Linked DNA regions of Rattus norvegicus: region 2 is linked to region 1. The links are chromatin contacts, called in public Hi-C maps. All regions are on one chromosome and are shown on one strand. The core of a region is the stretch at or near the end of the contact, and the rest is flanking DNA. Distances in the headings are between cores, read along the strand shown. Region 1 overlaps Lrmda (leucine rich melanocyte differentiation associated). Region 2 overlaps Lrmda (leucine rich melanocyte differentiation associated).

Evidence for each region. Hi-C and Micro-C count contacts between places; a contact is called where the count stands out from the background.
Region 2: a contact with region 1 is called in a Hi-C map of psoas muscle, with 9 times the contacts expected there. The contact joins two enhancer-like sites. A contact is called at or near these places in 2 of 12 Hi-C or Micro-C datasets (kidney and psoas muscle).

What each region holds. Positions count from the first base shown.
Region 1 is chr15:1,517,803-1,524,231 of GRCr8, forward strand. The region is part of intron 5 of Lrmda (leucine rich melanocyte differentiation associated); the gene reads right to left. Among named protein-coding and RNA genes, the nearest start is that of Trnat-agu13, 380 kb to the right of the region's middle. Within about 2 kb of position 3,554, at least 26 of the 93 cell types and tissues checked have an H3K27ac peak or open chromatin away from gene starts, as enhancers often do.
Region 2 is chr15:1,669,787-1,676,215 of GRCr8, forward strand. The region is part of intron 5 of Lrmda (leucine rich melanocyte differentiation associated); the gene reads right to left. Among named protein-coding and RNA genes, the nearest start is that of Trnat-agu13, 230 kb to the right of the region's middle. Within about 2 kb of position 2,900, at least 3 of the 93 cell types and tissues checked have an H3K27ac peak or open chromatin away from gene starts, as enhancers often do.

The DNA of each region.
Region 1 (6,429 bases), core at 2,304-4,803:
AGTGAAACTTGGTTCTGTTTATTTTCTATCAGTCAGGAATTGTAAGCAAGGCCTAATTGCCACTAATTGGCAGAATTAAGCAGCTTCCCTGGAATGATCTAGCACTGACACTCTGCCCAGACTAGGACTATAAAACACAATCGGAGAACGTGTAACAGTGCAAAAGAATAGGGAAGGGAATTCTCGTGATCCTCCTGCCTCTGCCTCCTTCAGCAAATCCTACCGGTGTGCGCCACCACAACCGGCAGGGAAGGGAATTCTCTTGGGGAAAAAAAAATTCTAAAAACCATCCCTTTTTATATGAAAAACTTTGCCTACATAAACTTCAAATGTCTAGGCAAATGGTTTCTAATGTACTAACTCTCAAAGGCATGTCCCTGTCACTCCGTCACCCAGACATTGTTCCTTTCTACCTTCCTTGTCTCTCTTGAATAGATTCAGGGATACTTCCCCTGAGTACAGCCAAAAACTGAGGGCCATTGGTGACAATCAGTGCATGAGGACCATAGGACCTGGGGTATCGAGTAGATTCCCTAATGATATTAGCACGTATAAGAGAGGGGTTGAAACTAGAATCCTAGTGAACGCTGGCCACTTGTAAAACATGACATGTGTTTTCCACTAAAGACTTAAACAGGCAAGGTTTTCTATTTTGGAACTTAGCAGTATTTACTGTGGCAACCCAGAGTGGACCATACGGAAATGTTCCATTAGTCTGCTAAGCCCTCCTAAGCTAGAGCGACCTATGTGGCCTATCTCCACCAGGACAGCTATACTCTAAAGCAGCAGCATGCAGCTTGTATCGTCAGGTCTGGGCCTTTCAAAGGACCATGAAATGCACAAGTTGTTGACTGCAGAGAAGAGGACAGAGGTCCAAGGAGCTAAGTCCAATCAAACACAGTCATTCTTTGAAATATTAATATTAATCCCTAATTTGTGAACAATTCCAAATAAGGTCTCCGCTTTTCTAGATAATAAGGACTCTCTGTCATTAAATAACAATGGCTTTTTATTAAACAATCCTGCTCAGCTTGGAACAGAATCAAGAAAATGGTAGCAAATGAAATCATAGAGGAGTTGTTTGAAAATAGCCTTCAAGACATGTTTATCTTCGCTTTTCAGGGTTTTCCCCAAAGTGATGCGATAATCAATCATAAAACTATTCTGCAAAGAGGCTGTCTTGATTCCCTCCATACTATCGATTCTTGTTGACACCAAAAGTTCCACTCATCTAAACATGAATCTGTAAAGCTGTTTCCTTGAGAAAGACCAGACCCAAGCAGCTGAATCCAGCTTGGGAAATGACAAAGTATCAACACGATTAAGTCTGTCATACAGTATTTCTAATTATCTCAGCAACTTCTTCCTGTGGCCAGAGGAAAAAATGTAATGTTTTAAAGTTGCATTTCCTAAAGAAACATCCCCATGCACCTCTCAAGTCTTCAAATACACCCTGCTCTGTCAGGACACAAGAAGGCCTGGAGGCCTTTATGGGAAATCCCACTCTAAGATGTGTGTGGTACTTTGGGAAAACCTGATGCCAAACATTATAAATGAGAGAAAAGAGAAGGAGGAATTGAGAGGAGATGAAGAGGGTGGAGTTTTGGAAATCATTTTTCCAATCGTTTTCCATTCATAAAAACTATTCTTAAATGCTTTTCCTGACTCCATTCTCTGTTCTAGCAGAAGTCCTGACTGTCTGAACTGTATTTTGCCCCAGTTATAAAGAGAAGGCTCTATATGTTCTTTCCCTTTCATTCACATGCAGGATCCCTGGGTTTGGAAAGGTAAACATAGCCACAGAAACCCAAGTCAGCCTTTAGCAAGCTGTTGGGTTTAGCCTGCAAAGTATACATTCTGTTGTCCACTAAGGCTAATGACATGTTGGCAGGAAACAGAAGGGGGAGGTGCAGCCTATATGACAGCAATGAGCCAAGAGAAAAGGGACACTAAAAAGATTTATTTTGGAACTCTGGGTACTGGCTTTGGTCCGCACAAAAGTAATTCCACTGGCTTCTCTACACAGCTCCCTATTCCCCACTTGCCTTCCTTCACCAAAGAATGCCTGGAGCTCAGCTAGTTGGGGTAAATTTGTTCAGAGAGGGCTCAGGTTAGGGGCTAACCCTGAGCTCAGCTGGCAGAGTACTTGGCCTGGTGTGCATGAGGCCTGGAGTTCAATCCTAAGTGCTGTATAAACCTGGCCTGGAGCTTCCGAGCCATAATTCCAGCCCTTGAGAGGTGGTTATAGGGGAATCAGAAGTTCCACACCATCATGGCTGTCTAGTGAGTTTGAGCACTGCCTAAGATACAGATTCTGTTTCCCAAACAAATAAGCAAATAGACAAACACTGTAGAACTGAATTCCTGGCCTACTCCCCTCATGTCCTAGCTGAAGCAACAATCCTTAGAATGTTCCTTTTAGAACATAAATCTGACAAAGTTGCTTTTCTGCTTAAAACTGCATGTAATATTTGGCCTGAATTTCAAGCTTTGAACAAGGCCAACAAGTCCCCAGGCCACAGCCTTTCCTTCTTCTCAGGCCTGACTCTTGCCTCTCCCCTTACTTGTCGAGCTGGAACCTGTCTGGCAGCCTTCCTGTTCCTTCAGGTGCTCAGTCCTGAGATCAAGAGATCTTCACTGAATAATCTTTCTCCTGATGCTTCCTCTCTAGCACACTCTGCCATAGCAATGGTCCCCTGCTGTACTGCAAACTCTCTGACTTTTTGTCACCACAAATCCTGAACAGCTGATTCATAGTCATGTTTCAATAAATTCTTGTCACATGGTAAAACACATAACTTTAATGCTAAACAAACACCATCATTCTCCACTTGGTTCAAAGTAACAAAGTAAAAAATGAGTTAAAAATAAAATAACAAAACAAAATAACAAAGTAGCAAAGCATTTGTGTCAGACTTCCCAGTCACTGCGCACACTGTTTTCTAAGAGAAGTGTCCCCTCTGGACCCCTTGAATCTCACTGAGAGGCACACACTGGGTCCTACACTCCCAATTCCTTATGTGCGGGCTCTTCTCAAGCAGGGCACTGTTGATTTTTGTTGTATGCAAGGGCTTAAGTTACATTGCACACTTTGCCAAAAAGAGTCATCCAGAGGTTGTTTAGAACAAAAGAAAACTTCCTTCCTGGGGTTCAGTGTGATCCACAAGTGATAGAAACAAAAGCAGAGCCTGTGGCTTCCAAGATGCATTCAGAGTCCTCAGGCTTGGCTGAGGCTCCAACAAGAGGACACTGGGCCCCATGCTAAGTGAGGCAGCATACAGCTCACTTAATTGGGCTTGCCTTTTATTATATTTTTCTCTTGCTCCTGCAATCTGTGATTTTTTTTTTTGATGAGTGCATCATAAAAAGTTGAATCCAAAGGGAGACTGAAAGAGTGCAGGGAAGCATCTGCTAGTCACTGGCCCATCCTGCAAAAGACAGGGTCTTGAGGACTGTCATTAGGGACAGCCGCTTGCAATGCAGGCCTCGTGCTGCGCAGCTCAGTCAGCAGAAGGGGGAGCTGTAGTGTAACCTATTTGAGATGTAAATCTAGAGCTGGCAGTGCGGCAGATCAGAGACTGTGGTAGCTGCTGTCCGGCCAGTCTTGGGTAATACTATATATCCTGTTCCTGGTTGGCGAAGGTCATTAACAGGACTCTGAACGGTGTTACTAAATATGAACGTTAAGAACCTCACGTCAGCAAAGGACAGGAAGCATGACAGCCTCACCCCAAGGGGAATCAAGCCCCTGTGAAGGGAAGAAGTATTCATGCAAACACAGGCAAGTGACTGTATTAGCGTTGAGTGACAACAGCCTACCGTAGATGAGCCAACCATAAACATGATAGAGTGGTATCTTGACATGAAAGAAACTAGACATGGGAGAGAGAAAATAGGAGAGACAGCGAATGGGGGACAAGAGGGAAAGAGAAAGGAAGAGAGGAGGGGAGAGAGGAGGGAGGAGGGGACAGAGTGGAGGCCTTTTGTGCACGCTTGTGTACGGCAACAAGGAAGGTTTCACAAACACAGTACCAGGAGTGCTGGAGGGATACCTCCCCTCTTCTGGGTTGACCTTGCCTAGAAATGGACAAAAGACTCAGAACTCGGCCCCTAGCTTCCCTGAACCAAGCCAGCTGGTGCCTGGGCTTTATTTTTTGACCAAGTCAGGTGTCCCTGCCACTAAAGAAGTTTTCCTTTTCTCCTGACTCCAGCCAATTCCTGTTTCCTTCAGCTGGAAGTCCCCAAGACTCATCAAAACCACAATTTAATTACATTTGAGAGAGAGAGAATGAGAGAGAGAGAGAGAGAGAGAGAGAGAGAGGGAGGAGGAAGAGGAAGAGGAGGAGGAGTGTAAACATGACTCCTTTTTATCTCCCGATACATCTGGACAAGTAGACAATGTGCTAAAACAAAATAAATCTGCCCTGACAGACACATCAAAGGGGCTTGCAGCTACTTACAGCACAGGAATGCAGTTGCTAAGCATCGGCCAAAGACTTATCAGTCCTTGGAAGAAATGCTTTTTTCTCCCTCTGAGGGGGGGCTGTGAGGAAAGCTAGGGAGTGGGAACCAGCCTGCAAAGGGAGACTGGGGATTTTCGGGGATTTTCAAGCTTAAAATGAATTGTGTGAAGAAAAGGGGTTTTGTTGTGGTTTTCCTTTTGACATACAGCCTATATTTTTATAAGGGTTGCCCATGGAAAAACCTTTCAGAAAGGGCTCTTTAGGACTTTAAGAGAAAGAAGACTGTGGCAAACACACACACATACACACACACACACACACACACACACACACACACAAACCCCAACACCTATATACAAAGGTTCTGTGGATTTCTGCAGGTGACTCAAGCATTAGCTAGTAGTACAGGATCTGGGGAAATATCTCACACTTACCAGAGTCGGGAGGGATAAATCCTTAAGCAGCCATAATGAAAAATAAATCACCCAACATCATAAGCTACACACAATCCTTTTCTAGAAGGCAGGAAACAGAGCATCTACTCTTAGAAACACAATAAAATGTGCAAATGGAACCCCCTGAGTCCCCAAAAGAAAACGAGTGTCAGGTGGGACTAGAGGAATGACTTTGAGGGTTAACTGCTCACTGTGCAAATGTGAGGAGCTGAGTTTGGATCCACAGCAACTAGGGAAAGCAAGCAAAAATCTTGAACTACAGAGCCGGCTTAGAGGTGGAGATGGCCGTCCCTCTAGTTCTCTGCCCAGCTAGTATAGCAGAGTCAGTGAGCTCCAGGGTTAGCAAGAGACCTTGTCTCAAAAATAAAAAAGATAGAACATTAAATGGAGATGGCTAACTCTGACCTGGGTGTGTGTGTGTGTGTGTGTGTGTGTGTGTGTGTGTGTGCACGCACGCGCACACACGTGCGTGCACACGCGCACATCATGCGCGTGCACATTCACAAGCATACAACCATATGACATTCACACACACACCCATGCATACACAAAGAAAACCAAGTATTAGCTGCCGTGTGGGGTACATACAATACGTTAAACCTGGCTGCTGACTCCAGTTGCAAACACAGCCTCACAACTACAGGATTCACATTCAGACACCAGATGGAATCCACTCTGAAATCTGATGACACCTTCAGCACCCTGCCCCTACCCACCAGCCCTGTGTGTTTCAATGCAATCTTCATCCCGTGAAGCAGATTTCTCTCTTCCTACATATCTTGGGGTAGGAGACTTTGTTTTTTCCCCTCTAGCCTGGCTATGGGATTTGCTTGTGCTGGGAAATCTTAACTGAAGATGAAATGGTCTAGGTGAAAAGGATGTTCCATGAGATCTCGAAGGTGCTCTTAGACAAAACCAGCTGATTCACACCGACCCACCAGCTCTCACTGTACAGCTGACAGTTCCATAGAAACTCCACCCTTACCAGAGAGGGCTTAAAGCTATGCAGACCACAATAAGCTGGATCCAGGGAGACCCTGGTCATTTTTTGTAAAAAAAAAAAAAAAAAAAAAAAAAAGCATGCTATTTTTTCCCGTGGATCAAAGGAAACAGATTCTGCATGATATTCATACAGGACAACTCCCAACAACATGAACAATTACCAAGTGTGTGCTATTGCACAAATAAATAATGCGTACCATTATCGCCAGCACGATCCTATTCAGTAAACAGTGACGGAAGGCGGCAGTAACCATTTTTATTGTCCCATATAGCTCCTATTTTCTAATTAAACTAAAGGTTATTTCTACTGTTAACAAAGTCATTTGTCTAAGCGGGGTCTTACCTAATATGTTTTGCCAGGCATGACAGAATATAAGAAATTAGGCCCTGGTGGGGGTGGTTTGGGTTTTTTGCTTTTGGTTTCTTTTTTGTTGTTGTTGTTGTTGTTGTTTGGTTTTCTGTTTTGTTTTTGGTTTTGTTGTTTTCTAACTTTTGCATGCTGAGTTGTT
Region 2 (6,429 bases), core at 1,650-4,149, 150 kb after region 1:
CCAGAAGTGCAACAGCTTCCTAGAAGTAGTTGAAGATAGAGCTTTACTTGATCAATCACAGGCCTAGTGCAGCTGCTCAACATGACTACTCTACACACAGGACATCAAAGGGAGAAGGAGCAAAGTCAGGATTGCCAGATGAAACCAAATGCAATCTGTTTCACTTGAATGCCAAAATGGCTACCCTCCTGAACTCTGTCAATCAAGGTCACTATCATCTAATCACATTGATGAAGACTACTTTTCCAGGGGAGTTCATGGAGGCTTCTAATGGGGTCCAAACAAGCAAAAGTCCTTTCTGGAAGGAAAATAACTTGGCTAAGGAGAATGAAGAGAAAAGTCATAGTCTGGCCAACTGGCAAAGACTGGAAATCTTAGCACTGAGGCTGAGCAAGGAGACAGACATTCAAGGCTAGCCTGGGCTACAGAATGTGACCTTGTCTCAAAAGATAAAAGACCAAGACAGAGATGGAGGTCATGTGGGTTAGTCCATATCTAATAGAATGATTGGATACTTATGATCATGGTCTTAATGGTTTCCAGTTAACAAAAATGGAAGGAGGAAGGCTGAGGTTCTAGTCTCCCATCAGGTACTGGGCACTAACTACCTCACCTACAGTGTGACTTTTCCAGTATTTTTGTTGTTGTTGCTGTTGTTGTTGTTATATATGTATAAAAGCTTGTAAGTCTGTTAAGCCAAGCGAGCCTTCCAGAGAACCTGTTTTATTTCTCCTAGTGATTTATTCCTGTATTTTTGAGGCACTAAGGATTGAATCATGCAGGCTCGGCAAATAGTTTGCCTCAGAGAGGCTTCTCCAGCTTGGTATCACCTTTCTCAAGGAGTACATTCAAAACTGTGAGGCTGTGTTGGCCCCAGAGAGCAGTGGATTGAAATATCAACTCTGTCCAGTTGATGTGCACTTAATCCCCTGAGCAAGACACTTGTTCCAGCACTCACAGGCACAGGTGTCAGTGCCCCACATTAATCCTGCAGGGTCCAAAGTGGTCCCAGCCCAACCCAGCTTCAAATACAAACCATGTGCAATGACTAGCGTGTCAGGAGGTACTCTCCTCAAGTCCAAACTGGCAGTCCTTGATGCACCAAGGACCTAGAAACATCTGCAGTTTTGTGACTCTTCCCTGTTTTCATTCCCACAATGCTTCCCGTGCCTGCTCAGATCACAGAAAGGTCGCAGGCTCCATCTGGCTACCCTGCCCCCTCTGCTCACTCCCTCATCGCTCTCATCGCCCCTAAGGACTTTCTGCCCATTTTGTCACTTCCACCTGTTCTGACAGGTTCCCCTTCCTGACCTCAAGATAGCCCTTGGGGACATTAATCATATAACAGCCGGAGCCGTGAAAGAAACAAGGGTTTGGCTGGATACTGTTACCGTCCCTGTCACCTACTAATCATGTCTCATGACTCGGAAGGGCTTAATCAGACGGCCTGCCCTCTCATTAATCATCCCAGGCTCACTCAAACTTCACAGAGAGATTAAAGTTTAGTCTCACTGGCTCCCCGTGCCTCCTCCCACCGCATGCTCCTCTAAAAGTTTTACCAGGGGGAGGTCTCAGGTTCCTCCTGCTCTGCCAACTGTCAGGGTGACGGCAAGGGTCTGATGCCTACCAACTGCACAAAGCTACACACACACACACACACACACACACACACACACACCCCTCTCTACTTCATCCCTTTCTAACTGTCCCACAATTTTGGGACACAAAGTTCAACATCACATGTAATGGTAAGTTTGGGGACTTCCAAGTCAGATCAGATCTGGGAAGTCAAATAGAATCCTGTATGATCTCTTGAATCACCTCAAAGAACTAAGGAAAAGGGTGTTCGTGTTTTGTCAACAGCAAGGAAAGTTAAGCAAAATATTTGTCAACGGTTTCTTCAAATGGGCGGTTGTGGCATAGTCCGCTGAGTAATGGTTCCCTGGCAGCAAAAGCCCTCCCCACTCAGAGGGCGACGGCGGCCCCACATCACCCACACTTGCCTCTCTGCTGAAAGGAGAGCTTACAGCTGGTCAAAAATAGCCTGCATCCTTAACAAATTTGTTTTAGACCAAAACAAAAATGATGGGAAAGGCACTCTAGAAATAACCAGTACAAGAGAGCAGAACACATTGCTGATTCGTCCCCATCCCCAGCCTCCCGGTTTGTAACGGTAACTGTCTGGGCTTCAAAGGGTTGGAGAAACAGGTCTCAGCCACAGCCTGCAGCAGCAGCAGCCCCCCTCTCCCACTATTGGCTTTTTGCTCACTCTGGGTGCTGTTGACTTATGAAGTGCTGTACAATTATGGGCAACAAGGATAATATTTGCCCTCAGAGCCATGAGAGAACAAATATTTTATCAACATCTAAATCATCTCTCATCTGGCAGGAGAGGAGGAGCACCGGGCTCAGTGGTTCATGCATAAGCTGACACAGAGCTGCCTAGGGGATCTACCTGTATCAACTTGACCTAACAGAACCTGGGACTGTGCCCACTGCAACCGGCTCTCCCTGAAGATCCCAAATGCCTGTAACATTTCAGGCACTGCCCACCATCCCACAAATCACCCCCGAGATCCTCTCCTGAGGCCTTGTTCACTTCCAGAAATACGAGCTAGATTCCAGGCTTGGGAAGGTGGGGGATTTCTGTGGATATTTTGGGGGGCAATGAGGGCTCGCCCTGTTGTTGTGTTTGTTTCCATTCACCGATTCCCTGCCACTAGCCCAGAAATGACAGTAGGTGGAAACACTATCTTTCATTACACAAAGTATAAATAGTGTAATCTATCAGCGCCGTCAATCACAATGATTGATTACACGCTGTCATAGAGAAGAGTGACATATTAGAAAAGTTTTGTTAACAATGCCTATTGCTAGTCAGCCTGCCACCGAGGCTGGTGATTAATGTGTTGTCAGCCTGTAATCCCACACCCTTGGCTAATGAGGCAGGAATTTATCATCTTTACAGAGTGGCAGATGTCAGGGAGAAAGGAATCCAAGTGCTGGAAACAATATACTTTTTCTTACTAGGCCTGACAAGTCTGACAGGCCGAGAGAAACCACAATGCAGCTTTGTGTGAGCACCAACCTAAACGAGGGACTTTTCATTTGGCATCTTGACTTTAAATACCGCTGCAAACCAACCTCTGTGGCTTTGGGATGGGGTAGGATGTGGGGGCACGATGAGAGGAGGACACAATGAGGAGCTCTGTGAACTTTGCACCTCACCCTGACAGTCCCAGATCTGGGAAAAGGTTACCATGGCGAGCAGACAGCTTTCTCCGAGAGAGAAGCTGGCAATAACTCTTTTTACCTGTGAACTTGTGGCTGAGGAAGCAGGGCATGGAGGGGCGGGGTATGAAGCTGAGAGGGTAGCCAGCTCCTCCCCACCTCTTTCACCACCTTGTGCTGGCTTTTACCTGGAGACAAGAAGCTGTGTCCAGAAACAGTGCTCTGGTTTTTTTTGGGGTGGGGTAGGGGGTGGAGAGGCAGGAAGCAGGGAGAGATGGGAAGGTATCTTCTCATTGGCCAATAAGAGCAGCATGGTGAACAGGGCAGATTCCTGACTATGCCTCTTGTCACATTTCCTCACTGAACTTTAGGGCAGTTTCAGATTGGATTCCCACTCCCTCCCCTTACCATTTTTTCTCCCATCCCAATGTTGGTGTCTCCTTTTCTTAGGAGACAAGGACTAGAAGATCTCAAAGCTCAAGAATAGTTAAGCAGAGAGAAGAATGAGAAGAGCCTTCCAGAGGCCCTTTTAAGAACCACTTACTCTGTTTGTAAATCTAGGAACTGGAAAGACCCTCTGAGGCACATACACATTGAGTTGCCTAACACAGTCCCAAGATGCCTATGTGTATTTCAGCTTGCCCTAACTGTTCACTCTGTCCCAAAGACTGTGTGCATCCTCCCTACTGTGGAATGGTTCACACTTCCCAGACAACATCAGAGACACTGCTGACTAGAAAATTCAAATGCTACCACCACCACCACTCCCCCTGTGATGCCCCTCTCTCTTCCAATGCCTTCTGCCCCTGGTTGAGTTTTCAGGAAGAAGTAAAAGAGGAGAGACCTAAGTCCTCCAGTTTGGAAACTTCATTCGGGAGCCTGGCCAAAATGTCATGTGTGGCTTGTTCTTATGTCATTTTCGAAGGAAGGGGGCAAATCTTAAGTGGCAACATTCTGACAGATGTAACCCCTTTTCAAACACATACCTCCACTAATGTACACAAATCAAAGCAAAAAAAGTGGGGTGGGGGGTTGGGGGGAACGCTCTGCCTTCTGTCAACAGCACCCTAACACCTTCAGGCTAGAACACACTGCAGAGCCCTGAGTAATTTAATCTCCAAAGGCAACACTCTGGCATTGAAATTGCACCAGGATCTCTAGAGCTGGGCCACACCCCATACAGTGAGAGATGGCTTTAGCAGGCCAGGAAACCGAAGCCCCAGAAGGAAATAAAGGGTCACACCCAGGCCTTGTGGGTCTTCCCCACCCCTAAGGTGATGATGGCTGCCAACCTGGGAGAAGTGCTTCCCCAGAAACGGCCTGGGGTCACAGGCTGGACAGTGGGAGGCTCTTTGTGTCTGCCCTCCTTCCCAGGCTTTTTGTGGGGATCATTGCAAGAAGCAAGCTAAACCCTGATGTTAATCAGGGCGTACTGAGTGAAGGGTGATGAAGGCCGGCTCCGGCTCCACTCTGCCTGCCCAGGCTGTTCTGGCCACAGATCTCCCTCAGTGATAAACAAGAGAGTCGTGCAGCCACCTTTAGGTCCTTACCATACAGTCCCTGGTGTACATGCAGTGGGAACACATGGGCCCTCCACCCCAGGCCTTCTGGCAGAAGTCAGGAGTTGCCCAGACTTCTTACTCACCTCTGCAAGAAGAACCCCCATCTGACTTTCCTGCCCACTGGCTTCTTTGCCAACTCCCACAAACACACACTCCCACCCCCACACCCCCACACCCCCACACCCCCACACCCCCACACCCCACAACCCCTACTCCCCCACACTCCCAGACTCCCTACCCCCAGCCCCCACCCCCCACTCCTCCACACACTCCCCACCCCAGCCTGTGCAGCTTCCATTAATTCCCTCAGCTGGCAATTTCCACCCATCTGACGACAGATTAGAAGTAGAATTCAAAAGGAAAGTCACTTGACCTCCACATAATGTGCTTCTCTTAATTACATTAAAGATTTTCAAATGTGGGGATACTGGCTTTGACAGGTGAGGTTTTAATCAACTTCAGGTGGCTACATTTAACTGCTCCCTGGACTGGAGCTACAACATTGGCTGCACCCAAGCTACCCAACGTGGTTCTAATTTAAATGACTAATTTTGACACGAGGAAAAGATGAGCCCCCATGGGGACCCTTGCCCATGTTGGTGGGGGAGATTTTCTAAATTAGAATTAATGCAGCAAGCAGAAACATGGATACAGGCTCCTCCTCCTCCTCCTCCTCCTCCTCCTCCTCCTCCTCCTCCTCCTCCTCCTCCCCTTCCTCCCCTTCTTAACGGTGGTAGTGGCCCAAGTAAATAGCACTGATCTTTTGTATATGTCTATATATAATTACACTGAAGGCTTTCTTGTGGGTTAAATTATACAAATTCTTCAAAAGTGAGTACCTAATGTCTTTTTCTAAAGCTGTGTTATTATTTTGGTCAGAAGATGTTTACATGAAACAAATTTGATTTACTAAACTCTGACACATTTGCAAAAGGGCATAGAATGTGCACAGAGAGCCCAGTCTTAATGTTCATCCAATCTGTACTTTCTTGGTTCTAACTTGGTGGATTGGAGCTTCATGCTTAGGTGTGGTGGTCTATGTGGCAGCTCAAGTTTTACAGTCAAGTCATGAGTTACGTTCTTCTCTCCCCAAATGTTTTAGTCATCCAGGAGATCAGTACTGAGTCTCTAGTGTGGTCTAAGCACTACAGTGGGCAATGGGGGGCATGATTGGAACGTGGGGCAGGGATATGCAGTCCCTGTCTTAAGTCACTTAAAAGATTATTTAAGAAAACACATGAGTAAAATCACCCAGGAAGCACACTTTACATTACAAAGGCAATGGGGCTAAGGAAAAACAATATTTGCTGCCTTGAGTATCCATAGTAGAGCTGAGATCTGATCTTGGAGCAGGCTGCCCTGAAGAAGGAATAATGACCTGGAACAGGAGAAACACCAATGAGCTGGGCTCTATGAGAGAGTATTTCAAGAGTTTGGGGCAGAAAAAAAGCATGAGTAAAGGCCCCGGGTGGGTTAGAGAGTAGCATCCAGGGGATCCAAAGGTGAGTGTGTGCTAAGGATAGAAATAGATACAAATGAATGGCCTGTAGCTAGGGTAGGTGGCAGGAGCAGTCCAGAGGGTGGTACATAATATATTGGGGAGTGTGGTACTTATCCAAAAGGCAAGACTAAGACT